Linked DNA regions of Mus musculus: region 2 is linked to region 1. A link is a contact called in public promoter capture Hi-C data. All regions are on one chromosome and are shown on one strand. Each heading gives the region's core, a stretch centred on a gene start, on an enhancer-like site or on the middle of the called end of the contact. The rest is flanking DNA. Distances are from core to core; before and after follow the strand shown. Region 1 overlaps Lhfpl4 (lipoma HMGIC fusion partner-like protein 4). Region 2 holds the start of Fancd2 (Fanconi anemia, complementation group D2).

What was found. Promoter capture Hi-C pulls out the DNA fragments that hold promoters and counts their contacts.
Region 2: a promoter capture Hi-C map of neural stem cells shows a contact between it and region 1. The contact joins the promoter of Fancd2 here to the enhancer-like site in region 1. A contact is called at or near these places in 4 of 39 promoter capture datasets (the C10 cell line, cranial neural crest, neural stem cells and 1 more), 1 of 484 Hi-C or Micro-C datasets (the THB-7 cell line) and 1 of 9 other capture datasets (embryonic stem cells).

The regions. Positions count from the first base shown.
Region 1 is chr6:113,163,006-113,169,774 of GRCm38.p6, reverse strand. It overlaps Lhfpl4 (lipoma HMGIC fusion partner-like protein 4), which reads left to right. Exons shown (of 4, transcript NM_177763.3): 4 at 1-1,688. Among named protein-coding and RNA genes, the nearest start is that of Lhfpl4, 29 kb to the left of the region's middle. Within about 2 kb of position 2,639, at least 144 of the 459 cell types and tissues checked have an H3K27ac peak or open chromatin away from gene starts, as enhancers often do. A contact at or near this core is called in neural stem cells, where this site is marked.
Region 2 is chr6:113,527,699-113,533,967 of GRCm38.p6, reverse strand. Fancd2 (Fanconi anemia, complementation group D2) reads right to left here and starts at 2,286. Exons shown (of 44, transcript NM_001033244.3): 1 at 2,220-2,286; 2 at 97-194. The coding sequence starts at 160. Emc3 (ER membrane protein complex subunit 3) reads left to right here and starts at 2,330. Exons shown (of 8, transcript NM_175101.3): 1 at 2,330-2,640. The coding sequence starts at 2,486.

The DNA.
Region 1 (6,769 bases), core at 1,390-3,889:
AGGGTCCAGGTAGTGGCGAGAGGGGCAGGAGTGGGTGACTGACTGAGAAGCGGGCAGGAGCAAAGCCGGCGAAGTAAAGATGAGGCAGGAGACAGGCGACAGGCATGGAAAGGGAGGAATGGAGAGAATGGAGAGAGAGAGAGAGAGAGAGAGAGAGAGAGAGAGAGAGAGAGAGAGAGAGAGAGAGAGAGAGATCTGGAGAGGCACACACAACGATGGAGAAGTGAAGAACTAGAATGGGTTTTCCATGGATGGGCAGCAGATGAAGAAACCTGGGAGGTGGGAAATGGAGGGGTAATTCACAGGGAGCAAGAACAAAATGTAGAGAAGAAAGAAGATAGTGGGTATGTGTGTGAAGAGGAAACGCTAGGGATTGAGGAGGGCAGCCATGTGTGTGCTTGGAGAGCCTGTTTTCCTAAGAACACTTGCTGCCCAGGGGGTCCCTTGTGCTTTGGCAGACAGGATAGAATTGACTTCTTGGTGTCTGCGGTAGCTCTGATCCTTTGGAGAGAACTGTGTGTGTACAAGGGACCGAGCAGGCCAGGCTGTGTTAGATAGAGGTGGGCTAATGACAGAGAGGAAGGGCATGAGTTCCCTCTGAGGAGTCGTCTACCAGTGTTCTTGCCACTCTCCAGCCAACCAGCTGCTGCCCAGCGGTGCAGTGTGGAGTTTCAGGCTGGCAGGCTGAGGTCTGCAGTCTGCAGGAGCCCCAGGGTATCGCGGGGAAAGAAGAGAGGGAGCAATGGGAACCAAAATGTGGTCTTGAAGGCTTAGAAGAGTTAGGGACAAAGAAAATGGATGTTTCGGCCAAGAACTCAGGTGAGGCTCTAACTGACCTCCTGGCAGTTGACGTAGGACAGTTAGGGCGGGGAGCTGGTGTTAGCCTTTGGGGAAGGATAGGATATGGACATCAACATCTCTGTTTCTGATCACTAACCAAGAGCTTCCCGTTGTTGGGTCCCTGAAAATCCTCAGCTATTTGTGACTGGATGGAGAGGCTGGTGTTTGGTGTTAGCGGATTTCTTTGCTCTTGACAGAGAGGGGAGAGGAGAAAGCAGTTATAGCTTCAATGGGGTCCAGCCTCTGCTCCAGAGCACTGTTTAGACTAGTCCTTGGGGTTGAGGGAAGTAGAACACTGCCCTCTAAGGACCAGAGCTATGGAGGAAAGCTGTTCCAAGGGCCTGAGGATGTGGGGAATATTAACATCCTTCTGGGGCCTGCAAGAGCCAAGATGGCAGCTTGCAGATGGCGCTTGGGAGGACGGGGAAGCTTCTACAAGTTGAGTCCCTCTTGAGCACAGAGGGACTAGTCCTTCTCCAGCCTCTGGTATGAACCAAAAAAGGGAAACCCTCTTGGAAGGGCTGGATTCCTTCTAGCATGAGAGGCTTCTGGGGGCCCTTGTCTGGCTCAGAGCTAGCTTTTGGGTGGGACAGGAGGTATTCCTGAGAAGAGAGCAGGAGCCACCAGCCATCCCAGGACTCTGACTGGCAGTCCTCCAAGGACCTGTGCTGTGTGTTAGGGTAGCTTGGTGTTGTCTGTGCCCCACTAGTAAGTTCTGTCTGAATGTGTCTTAGATGTTCACTGTCCAATTTGGTAACATTTCTTTTGGTCCCGCCCCCTTCTGCTGCTGGATTTATGCTTCAGTGCAGGTGGAATGGTGTTCAAATAAAGACACAATTTATATCACCCATGCTGGCTGCTGCTTCTGACTCCTGACCCAGGGCCTCATGGGTGGGATACAGCCCAACCCTCCATTCATATCAATGGCTGTATATTCATGGAGTGCTAATGTTCAGTGTGACTTAATGACAGTTTCTTTTACCACAGCTTTAAAAAAAACAAAACAAAACCAACTTTGGTAATACATACCTGTGATCTCAGAACTCAGAAGACGGAAGCAGAAGGATTATAAATTCATGGCCATACTAGACTACATGAAGAGATCTAGTCTCAAGAAAGAAAAAAATGTCTGGGTATTTCTATAGCATGACCATGGCCCACGTTGGGAGCAGGAGCCCGGGTCCTGTCTGCATGTCCCCTGTAGCCATCACCTTTCCACAAGCATCGCTCACAGACGTGGGGTTGGCATTGGAGGGATGGCCCAGCAGCGACAGGCAAGGGCTTCTCTTCTAGAGGACTGGGCTCAATTCTCAGAATCCAGGAGCATCTGTAATTCTCGTTCCAGGAGACCTGCTACACCAGGCATGCATGTGATTGTAGTACGTGCATACATGCAGATAAAATGCCCTTACACATAAAATACAAATTTAAAAAAGGGGGGGCAGTCATGATGGCACAGGCCTTTAATTCCAATACTTAGGAGGCAGGGGCATGTGAATTTCTGTGAGTTTGGCACTAGCTTGATTTATATATCCAGTTCCAGACTAGCCAGGGCTACATAGGGAGATTATGGAGAGACGGGGGGGGGGGGGGGAGGGAGAGAGAGAGAAACCCAATAAATTAATAAATTAATAAAAATTTAAAAAGTATCTCATAGCTTAGGTTAGCTGCTGGTGTTCCAGTCATTTGATCTATGAGCCACTTGAAGCTGCCTGGAAATGCCACAGAACTGAGTCACCTGGCACATGTAACTGAAAGAGGCTAGAAACATTAACTGGGCACGTTGCCAACGCAAATGAAACCGGGGTTCTGTGACACGGCAAAAGGAGACAGCAGCAGCGGCACTCTGGATACTCCCTCTGGCACAGTCTTGATTCTGCATGCGGTATTCTGACCACAGTAACAGTGCTCCACTCTTTTGTGAGGACTCGGGGAAGCCAGGATACCTCTTTCTAGAGCACTTACCCAAAGGGAAGAAAATAAAAATCCACACTGAAGAGATGAGAATTCCGACATTCACCGCATTCCAGGGCGTGGTCAGGTGGTTGGGGGCACGTGTGTGAGCTGCCCATGTGGACCACATACTGCACACAATGACTTGTTCTAAAAGTGCGTCTGGATGTGGAGATGAGCATGTCAGAACATGGCAGGCTCTGCTGAATGCCAGCTTCTTGTGGGTGCTCTTAGGGGCGGTACCTAACATGGCTTCTGGTGGAATGCGCGTATGCGGAGGAAATCTTACTGTGTGGGAGCGAGAGACAGGCAGGCCACAGTGGAAGAGAAAGCAGCTTGAGTGACAGGTGGGTGGATTATATCCCCGGGAGACTGAAAGCAGCTAGGACAGGTGAAGCAGGAAATGTGAGGTGCGGAGGGGTCAGAGACAAGCCTGGGGGTCAACAAGGGTCTGAAAGAGCTCAGAGTTAAGAGTGGTGGAAGATTCCTTAATTATTTGGAGGTGGGTAGACCAGGGTCTACCTGTGTATCCCTGGCTGGCCTGGAGCTCACTGTGTGGACCAGGCTGACCGAGGACACTGTTTGCTTCTGCCTCCCGAGTACAGAAGTTAAAGGCGTACACCACCACCCATGGCAGGAGTTGTTTGTTTTTGAGACAGGGTCCTGGTGTGTATCCCTGGGTAGATTGAACTCAAAGCAACCTTCCGCATCAGCTGGTAAGGGCTGGGATTACAGGTGAATGCCACTGTGTCAGTTACATTTCTCTCACAGTCATAAACCAGTGTGACCAAGGCAACTTAGAGAAGAGTTTATTGGGGGCTTCTGGCTCCAGAAGGTTAGAGTACATGATGTCAGAGCAGAGCAGGTGGCAGGAACCTGGAGCAGTTTCAAAGAGCTTGGACACAGAACACACTAGGAGTGACTTGATGTCTTGGAAATCTTTAAACCCTACCTCCAGTGACATCCTCTGTCATGGAGGCCAACCTCCTAATCATTTCCAAACAGCCTCCAAACCGGGACCAAGTATTCAAGTACCAAAGCCTTATAGGGAACACCACACTCAAACCACCGCAGCTCCCAGGTCTAGTTCACAGAAGTATTTTACACAGGGCTCACATTTTCAGGAAGATTACTTTGGTATGGTGATAATGAATGGGCCAAAAGGTGACAATTTTGGGAGGCTGCAGAGATGGCTCAGTGGTTAAGTGGTTAAAGAGCCTGCTCTTGTCAAGGACCAATACCCACGAAGCAGCTCCCACCCATCTGTAACTCCAGTTCCAGGGGAGATGATGCTCTCTGCTGGCCTCCAAGATCGCCAGACACACATGGTGTACAGACACACATACAGGCAACACACACACAGAGGCAACACACACACACAGAGGCAACACACACACACACACACACACACACACACACACACAGAGATTAATTAAAAAGTAAATTAAAAAATATATTTTTTTAAATAACAAATTTGGGGGCTGGAAAGATGCCTCAGTGGTTAAGAGCACTGGCTGCTCCTCCTGAGGATCCAAGTTCAATCCCCAGTACCCACAAGGCAGCTTACAACTGTCTATAACTCCAGCTCCAGAGGATCTGACACCCTCACATAGACATGCATGCAGGCAAAACACAAATGCACATAAAATAAAAATGAATAATTTAAAAAATAATAAAAATAATTTTTAAAAAAGAAGATGGATTTTGGATTGAGAGATGGCTCTGTGAGTAAAAGTGTCTACTCTTAAACTTGGTGACCTGAGTTAGATCCTTAAGACCCACATGGCACAAGGAGAGAACCAACTCCCAAAAGTGGTTATGTGACCTTCACATGTGCACAGTGGCTATGCCCTCCCCTAGATAGAGATAGATAGATAGATAGATAGATAGATAGATAGATAGATAGATAGATACATACATACATACATACATACATACATACATACATACATACATAGAAAGATAGATACATAGATAGAAAAATAGATAGATAGGAAGATATATAGACAGACAGACAGATAGACAGATAGATGTGAAAAATTTTAAAATATGGAATGCTTCACAAACTTGTGTGCCACACTTACAGCAATGCTCATCTCTACATTGCTTCAGGTTGAGTAGATGTGATATCAAAGTTGGGATGACACAATTTAAAGAGGAGACAGTTTAGATGTGAGAGAGCTAGACACCTGGTGTGACATGAGGTCATGGCAGTAGATCTGAGGGAGGGAGTGAGTTCATGCTCTGGAGTGGAGCTGAGGACACTTGGTAACTGTTTTTGGGATAAAAGAAACAATGTCAGTGACATTGAGGAAGACAGGGAGCTTGAAAAAAAAAGATCTTTTTTGAGGGACTAGAATGATCTGCTAAGATATCAGGAGACTTCTGATCAGTTCGTATGTGGGAGGCTCTCCTGACAGATGTAGGCCATGGGCAGCTGCACTTGGGTCATAGCTGCAATCAGAAGTGTAGATGGGCCTATCCAATGTAACTGACTGCACAGTGTAAAGAGAGCTGCCAGGGGAGGCTAGAAGATGCCTGGTGTAAAGGCCAGTCAGAGGAAGAAATGTACACAGAGAGAGGACAGAAGCATGCCAACTTGTGAGAGAACTTCAAGTGTGCTGCTATGGAAACCAAGGATGAGGAGAGAGGTCCAGCATTACAGGGCTGATGATAAGGCCACCAGGGAGTTGGTAGGAACATTGGAGACAGCCAAAGTGAGGTTAGTTCGGGGCAAGACCGGTTGGTGATAGAGTGGAGATTATCCATCATCTGGCAAAGAGGGAGAACTATGTGTGGAGGTTCCGTCATGATCTGCTAAGTGGACCCATGACCCAGCAGAGGATAAGAACCAGCTTTTTACCCAGAGGCGGCAACAGTCTCTAAATATGTGGGTGTTTTCAAAGCTCACAGATGTGAGGAAGGTATGGGAGAGAGGACTGCAAAGGGGCCAGCTCTGAAGGGGTGGGAGCCAGCCCAGAGTGTAGAGGTGGGGGCTGAAAAGATGCCCTTTTGTGTTAGAGTTGGAGCTCTGGCCTGTTGAAGTCTATTTTCTCAGTGAACCAAGAGGCTGAGATGGTAGTGGAGGTTAGAAAAGGATGCTCAAGTAGCTAAGTCTGAAGACAAGGCCTGGCAGGTGGCCACAAATCTGCCATAGTTCCAATCAATGGGAGGGAAGGCTAAGAAGGGAACAGATCTGCCCTGAGATCTGGAGAGGGTGTTGGACAAGGAGGGCCTGAAAAGAGGCTCTAAGAGGAACTAAGGGCTTCTCTCTCTCTCTCTCTCTCTCTCTCCCCCTCTGCCTGTGTCTCTCTTGCTGTCTGTGTGCTGTTTTGTTGGCTTTTTTGGGGGGACAGGTTACTGTACTATAACAGCCTTGGATGTCCTGGAATGCACTCTGTAGACCAGGCTGGCCTAGAGATCTGCCTGCCTCTGCCTCCTGCCTCCTGCCTCCTGCCTCCTGCCTCCTGCCTCCTGCCTCCTGCCTCCTGCCTCTCCTCTGCCTCTCTGCCTCTCTCTCTCTGCCTCTCTGCCTCCCTGCGCCTCTGCCTCTGCCTCTGCCTCTGCCTCTGCCTCTGCCTCTGCCTCTGCCTCTGCCTCTGCCTCTGCCTCTGCCTCTGCCTCTGCCTCTGCCTCTGCCTCTGCCTCTCTGCCTCTGCCTCTGCCTCTGCCTCTGCCTCTGCCTCTGCCTCTGCCTCTGCCTCTGCCTCTGCCTCTGCCTCTGCCTCTCTGCCTCCTGAGTGTTTGGATTAAAGGTGTGCACCATCACCACCCAGGACTGAGGTTTTTGTGAAACAGTAGGAAAGACAAGAAATTGTGAGGACAGACCCTGGATGGTCACCTGAATATTCCAGGAAGACTTTGGAGAAGAACCTGTATACATGGTTTCCCCCAATTTGGGGGAAATGTGGTCTAAGTTAGTCTGGAGAGCCAGCCACCACAAAGCAACCTAAAGAGGCTTGCTAGGGAGTAGAAC
Region 2 (6,269 bases), core at 1,037-3,536, 360 kb before region 1:
TAACAGATGTCAGCACTTGAGAAGCAAGAGTTCTGCATCTTTTCCTGTCTCATGCATCTGTGATTCACATATAACAACAAAAGGGTAGATACTTACTGGAGGCATCTTCTGTCAGGTTTTCTTTATCCTCAGAATCTAGCCGACGTCTTTTGGAAATCATTTTGACTAACGTCTTCTGCCACTTATATTACTTCCTTAAAAAAACACCCAGGAGTTGGAAATTTAGCTCAGTGATATACACACTGCTTACCTCCACCACCAAAAGAACCAGCATAATCGGAGACTAGGAGTCATTCTAAAAACTATTCTCTCTACAAGCAGAGGGTTTGAGTCTTCACATTAACGCTGTCCAAACCACCCAAATGCTGAGCACATTTCAACTCCTACAACTGGCCAAGTTGCTTCTTTCACCAGGCTACTTCTCTGTTGCTAAAGGAGAAAGCCCATAACTCGTCTTCTGAGACTCAAGACCATCACCTAAGCTGCTCTCTAACAGGTTACTTCAGTACTGTGTCATGGTGGTGCTAAGGACTGAAGGTATAAGACAAGACAAACATCAAACATTGCAAAACAAGACAGACATCATTCCAGCGTGCAGGAGGCGTACAGCATTACAAGGTCTTAATGTATTGAACTACGTCTGTGTGACTGCAATCGAAGAGAAGCCAGGGAATTGAGTGAGAGCTTATGAGGACCGTTAGTCTACCTGTAGGTGGAGCAGTGAAGAAAAGCAGGAACAATTTTTCTGAACACGTTTTCCGTTTCAACATCATAGCTTTGTGTGTGCTAGGACAGTCATTTTTATTTTTAAAATATCTAAATCTTAGGTGTATGATGATTTGCCTGTGCATACGACTGTGGACCATGTACACACTGGATGCCTGCATAGGCCAGAAGAGAGTATTAGAGCCCCCAGAAGTGAAGTTACAGATAGTTATGAGCCACTATGTGGGTGCTGGGAAAGGAGCCGAGATTCTCTGCAGAGCAGCAAGTGTTCTTAACCACTGAGCTATTTTTCTAGTACGTATTTATTTTTAAGACAGGATTCCACCATGTAAATTGGACTGGCTGGTCTACATAGTTACCAGTTACATTCTAGGCCAGCTTCAGATATACAGTGAGGCCCTATCTCAATAACCAACAAACAAACAACCTTGTCTTATATGCTCTAATTATAATCTACATATTTCTCACATGCTAACTTAAGAAAGATACCATTACTAGTCTCCTAATCAGGGGAAGGGCTGAGGTTCTAACTCTAAAAAGTCTGGTTCCAGAATCTGTACTCCTTGTTTTGTTCATTTATTTTTGGTTCTTAGACAGGCCAGAATCTGTGGGTTTTGTCTTACTTTCAACTTCTAGGGTCTTGTGTAGCTGTTTGGTCTTGAACTCATACATAGCCAAAGGCAACTTCTCCTGCCTCCACCTCCTAAAAGCCAAGACTATGGGCTATTATTATTATTACTGTTTTTTATTTGGTTGGTTTTGTTTTTTTGTTTTGCTTTCTTTTGTTTGAGACAGGGTTTCTCTCACTCTGAGGACTGGCTGACCTTGATCGAACTCAGAGATCCAACTTCCTCTGTCTCTCAAGTGACACCACCACCCAGCTTCTCTCTCTCTCTCTTTATTTTTCTGTGTATACAATGTTCTGTCTGCACATCAGAAAAGGGTATCAGATTTCATTATACATGGTTATGAGCCACCATGTGGTTAAGGGGAATTGAACTCAGGACCTTTGGAGAAGCAGCCAGTGCTCTTAACCTCCAAACCATCTCTCCAGACTAGGGCAATGGTTTCTATTAAGGATTAACGTTCCTGGGCTGGTGAGACAGCTCTGGGATTAAGAGCGTTTACTGCTCTTGCAGAGGACCCAGGTTCAGTTCCCATTCAAACATGCGGCTCAAAACTGCCTGTAACTCCAGTTCTAGGGAATCCTGCGCCCCTTCGGGTTCCTATATGCATGTGGTGCACATAAACACAGAAGGTCAAATCATACATATACATTAAATAAGTCTTGCCAAAAAAAAAAAAAAAAAAGCCTCAAAAACTAAAAACAGGTTCAAATTTCTTATTATACGAGATTTCTTATTATGCGTTTCCTACAATAATATGTAATCACTGACAGCCACTTTTCAGAGGGAAACACTAGAACAAGTCAGGGCCGTCTGACTTCGGAGAGATACCATCTCGCTCCCAGGAAAGCCTAAAAAGCCACTAACCTGGGGACCCGCCAGTTGCTTCCCTTCGTTTTCGACTTTCCCGCTAGAAGAACGGCGCTCTGACGCCATCAAAGCCGCGCCGTGGCGTGACGTTACTCGCCCGCACCGGAAGTTGACGGCCTGGCGGCCCAGCTGGAAACAGTGCGCGGAGAAAGCTAGGCTGCCCCAGATTCCACGCCAGCCAGACTGAGGGGCGGGTGAAGGCCCGGAGCCGAAAGCCGGGAGGAACCCAACTCCTCCCGACCCGCAGCGAACTCTCAGCGAAGATGGCGGGGCCCGAGCTGCTGCTTGACTCCAACATCCGCCTCTGGGTGGTCCTGCCCATCGTTATCATCACTTTCTTCGTGGGCATGATCCGCCACTACGTGTCAATCCTACTGCAGAGCGACAAGAAGCTCACCCAGGAACAAGTGTCTGACAGGTCAGTACCCTCACCCTATCCTGCTGACCTCACTCCCGGGTGACCTTGGTCAAGAAAGTGCAGGGATTGATTGTATCACTTTAACTGAGTTTTCATCGCGCCCCTACGGGTTGACCTTGGCGGTTAGCTGTGTTTCATTTTTGTCAGTAAAATGGGAATAATCTCAGTACCTACCTAATAGAGAGAGCAGGCATGTAGATGTTAGATTGGATGATACCTAAAAGCCTTTAGCCCAGGGCCTTGCATGTACTAAGTGTTTAAGAAAACGTTCTTAATATTGTTAGGCTAGTTGCCAACCGTCAGTGAGGTTCTCTCTGAACTATCCTGCTCCATTCCGTTATTAAGAGTACCCACTGAGAGTCAGATGCAATATTCCCTTGAGTCCTGCTAACATCCAGGCAAGTGAATTTCATAATCTACACTACCAAAGAACTGTAGTGATCTGCTGAGATGCTAAGGTATAAAGTGCCTCCAAAGCTTGGAGACTACCACAGAGACGTGTGAGGAGTTGCGATGGACCATTCCACCTGCCTCCTCTCCTCACTTGCCTTCTTACAGTGCTTTTCTGTGGGAGACAGAACTTTGACATAACTTCAGCCACTTCACATTAAAATCAGTAACAGTTTTCAATCACTTATTCTAGTCATTTTCAGAGACTAGCTGAAGACAGTGCTGCTGGTTCCTTGACTTGTCCAGATCACATAGGAATCACTTTAATGAAGAGAAACGTTTCAAACGTTTCTGCAGAGAACAGAAAACAAAAACCAAAACAAAACAAAAACCTCATTTTGCCGGGCGTGGTGGCACACACCTTTAATCCCAGCACTTGGGAGGCAGAGGCAGGTGGATTTCTGAGTTCAAGGCCAGCCTGGTCTACAGAGTGAGTTCCAGGACAGCCAGAGCTATACAGAGGAACCCTGTCTCGAAAAACCAAAAAAAAAGAAGAAGAAGAAAAAAAAAAAAAAAACCTCATTTTATCGTATTTAAAAGTTACTTTCTTTTTGTGGCAAGTAATACTGGATTTCCATTTGCTGGTGATTTAAAGATCACCTTAAATTAAAAACACTTTAAAAAAAAAAAGATTTATTTTATGTATGTGAGCACACTGTTGCTGTGTTCAGGCACACCAGAAGAGGGCATCAGATCTCACTATAGATGGTTGCAGCCACCATGTGGTTGCTGGGATTTGAACTCAGAACCTCTGGAAGAGCAGTCAGTGCTCTTAATGGCTGAACCATCTCTCCAGCCCTAAAAACACTTCTTCTGCAATGAGGCTGTGATGTAACTCAGTTGGGTACAGTGCTTGGACAGCTGGCTTTGAAGCCCTGGGTTCCTTACCCCAGCATAAGCCAGCTATGGCAGTGTAAGCCTGTAATGCCAGGACTCAAAGATGGAGGTAGGAAGATCAGAAGCTCAAGCAAGCTACCTATAGACTGGAGGTCAGGCTGGTGCACATGAGAGTCTGTCCCCCAAAATGTCCAGCTTGGGTATTTTCGATTGTCTTTTTTTTTTTTTTTTTTTTTGTCTTTCCTTATTCTGCTGCTGATAATAATAATAACAACAGCAATAATAATAATAAGCCAGCTTTATGAAACATTCTAAGCAGGTACAATGATAAGGACTTAACATTTGTTAATTTATTTAAAACCAAAAAGCAACTCAATGTGGTTGATACTGTCCTCATTTTATAGAAACTGAGACTTTAACAGAGTTCCGTAATAGTAATGGATGATGACAATTCATGACTTTAAGCTAAATCTCGTGGTTCCCAAGCCTAGGTTCTTTCTTTTTCCCAACAGTGCCCACTATGACTATTTTGTGTGCCATTAGTTTCAGAGCTGACTAGAGACAGCCCCCTGAAGCAAGCCTTAGGAAGTTAGCTTAGTACAGACTTGAAAACTACAAGAAGATGGGGAGTGGAGAAAACTCAGTAATTTAAATTTTATTTAGTTTTTTTTTAAGTATCTACTTTTGCTAGCATGGTGGTGCATGCCTTTCATCCCAGCACTCAGGAAGCAGAAGCAGGTAGATATGTGAGAGTTCCAGGGCAACCTGGTCTCTTTAGAATGTTCCAGAACAGCCAGAGCTACATAACAGAGAGACCCTGTCTCAAAAAAAAAATGTATTTTTGTTTTGTTCTTTGTGATTGAGCGTTTGCCTGCATGTATGAATTGTGTATGTACTGTATGTGTCGTGCCTGCGGAGGCTAGAGGAGGGGGGTGGATCCACTGGAGTTGGAGTTATAGAAAACTAGTTGTGAGCGGCCATGTGGGAGCTAGGAACTGAACCAGGCTCCTCTACAAGAACAACAAGTGGGTTAACTGCTCAGCCATTGCTCCAGCCTCATTCAACAGTTTCTGATTCCTGTAAAATAATTGTCATTTTATCCTCACAACGAAGCATGCTATCCTAACCCCGCTTTTATAACTAAAAGGAAAATCAGAGAAATCAAACAGCCTTTCCAAAGTCATCAGGGTAATAGAGCATTGCATTTGTACAGATTGAGTGTAACTATGTGATGCAGTTTTCTGCCCTGGTTCACCTCACAGTTTTAGAGTGATGATTCTAAATGACATCAGACCCTCAGCTCTTTTAGTATTCTTTTTTTTGTTGTTGTTTGTTTTTTTTTGGTTTTTTGTTTTTTTTGAGACAGGGTTTCTCTGTGTAGCCTTGGCTGTCCTGGAACTCACTCTGTAGACCAGGCTGGCCTTGAACTCAGAAATCCACCTGCCTCTGCCTCCCGAGTGCTGGGATTAAAGGCGTGCGCCACCACTCCCGGCTCTTTTAGTATTCTACAGATGAATTATACAGTTTATATATAAGAAGGTTGGTTGGTTTGTTGGTTTGTTTTTCAAGAACTTTTAAAAGGTAACACAGTGTCCGAGGTGTAATAATCAGAAATAAAGGAAAGAGATTTTTAGTATGCATTTCATACATGCATATTTGTGCACAGCTATCTTACAAGATGTCATATGCATACATCTAGCTATAAAATCACAACTAGGACAGATCAATTGTGGGCTAAAGCAGATGATGTCACAGAGGCAGTACTGTCTATAAATGGTATACTAAGTCTACCCAGAACCTGTTTATAAACTTAGTAGCTAGAAAGCCTGTGCTCCTTCCACACTGGAGTTAGGTTTGCACCTTAGATAACTAGAATAGTTGAGTGAGGTATACAGAAGTAGTGTAGGACATAGGACCATTCCTTGTTACATAACTACCTAGCATTGAGGATATCATAACATCTCTAAATCCATGACAAGTGACAGTTATATGGCATTTCTCCTCCACACTGTCATTACGACAATCAAAAAAGTTCCAGATATGTCAAACAGGGTAGCTTACACCTAGACTCCTAGAGCAGGGGAAGCTTACGTAGGATCACCATGGGTTTGAGATCAGATAGGGTAAGGGCTATAGTGTAAGACATTGTCTCACACCAACCCTTTCCCTTGAAATAGCCAGGGATAATGGTACACAACTATAATCCCAGCACATGGAAGGATGAGGCAGGAGAATTGAGACGTCATGGCCAGCCTGGGCTCAGTGAAACACCTTCTCAAAAGAAACAAAAAGTTGCCCAGATTTCCATAAGGCCTCTAGAGGGTGGTACTATCCCTGTGGAG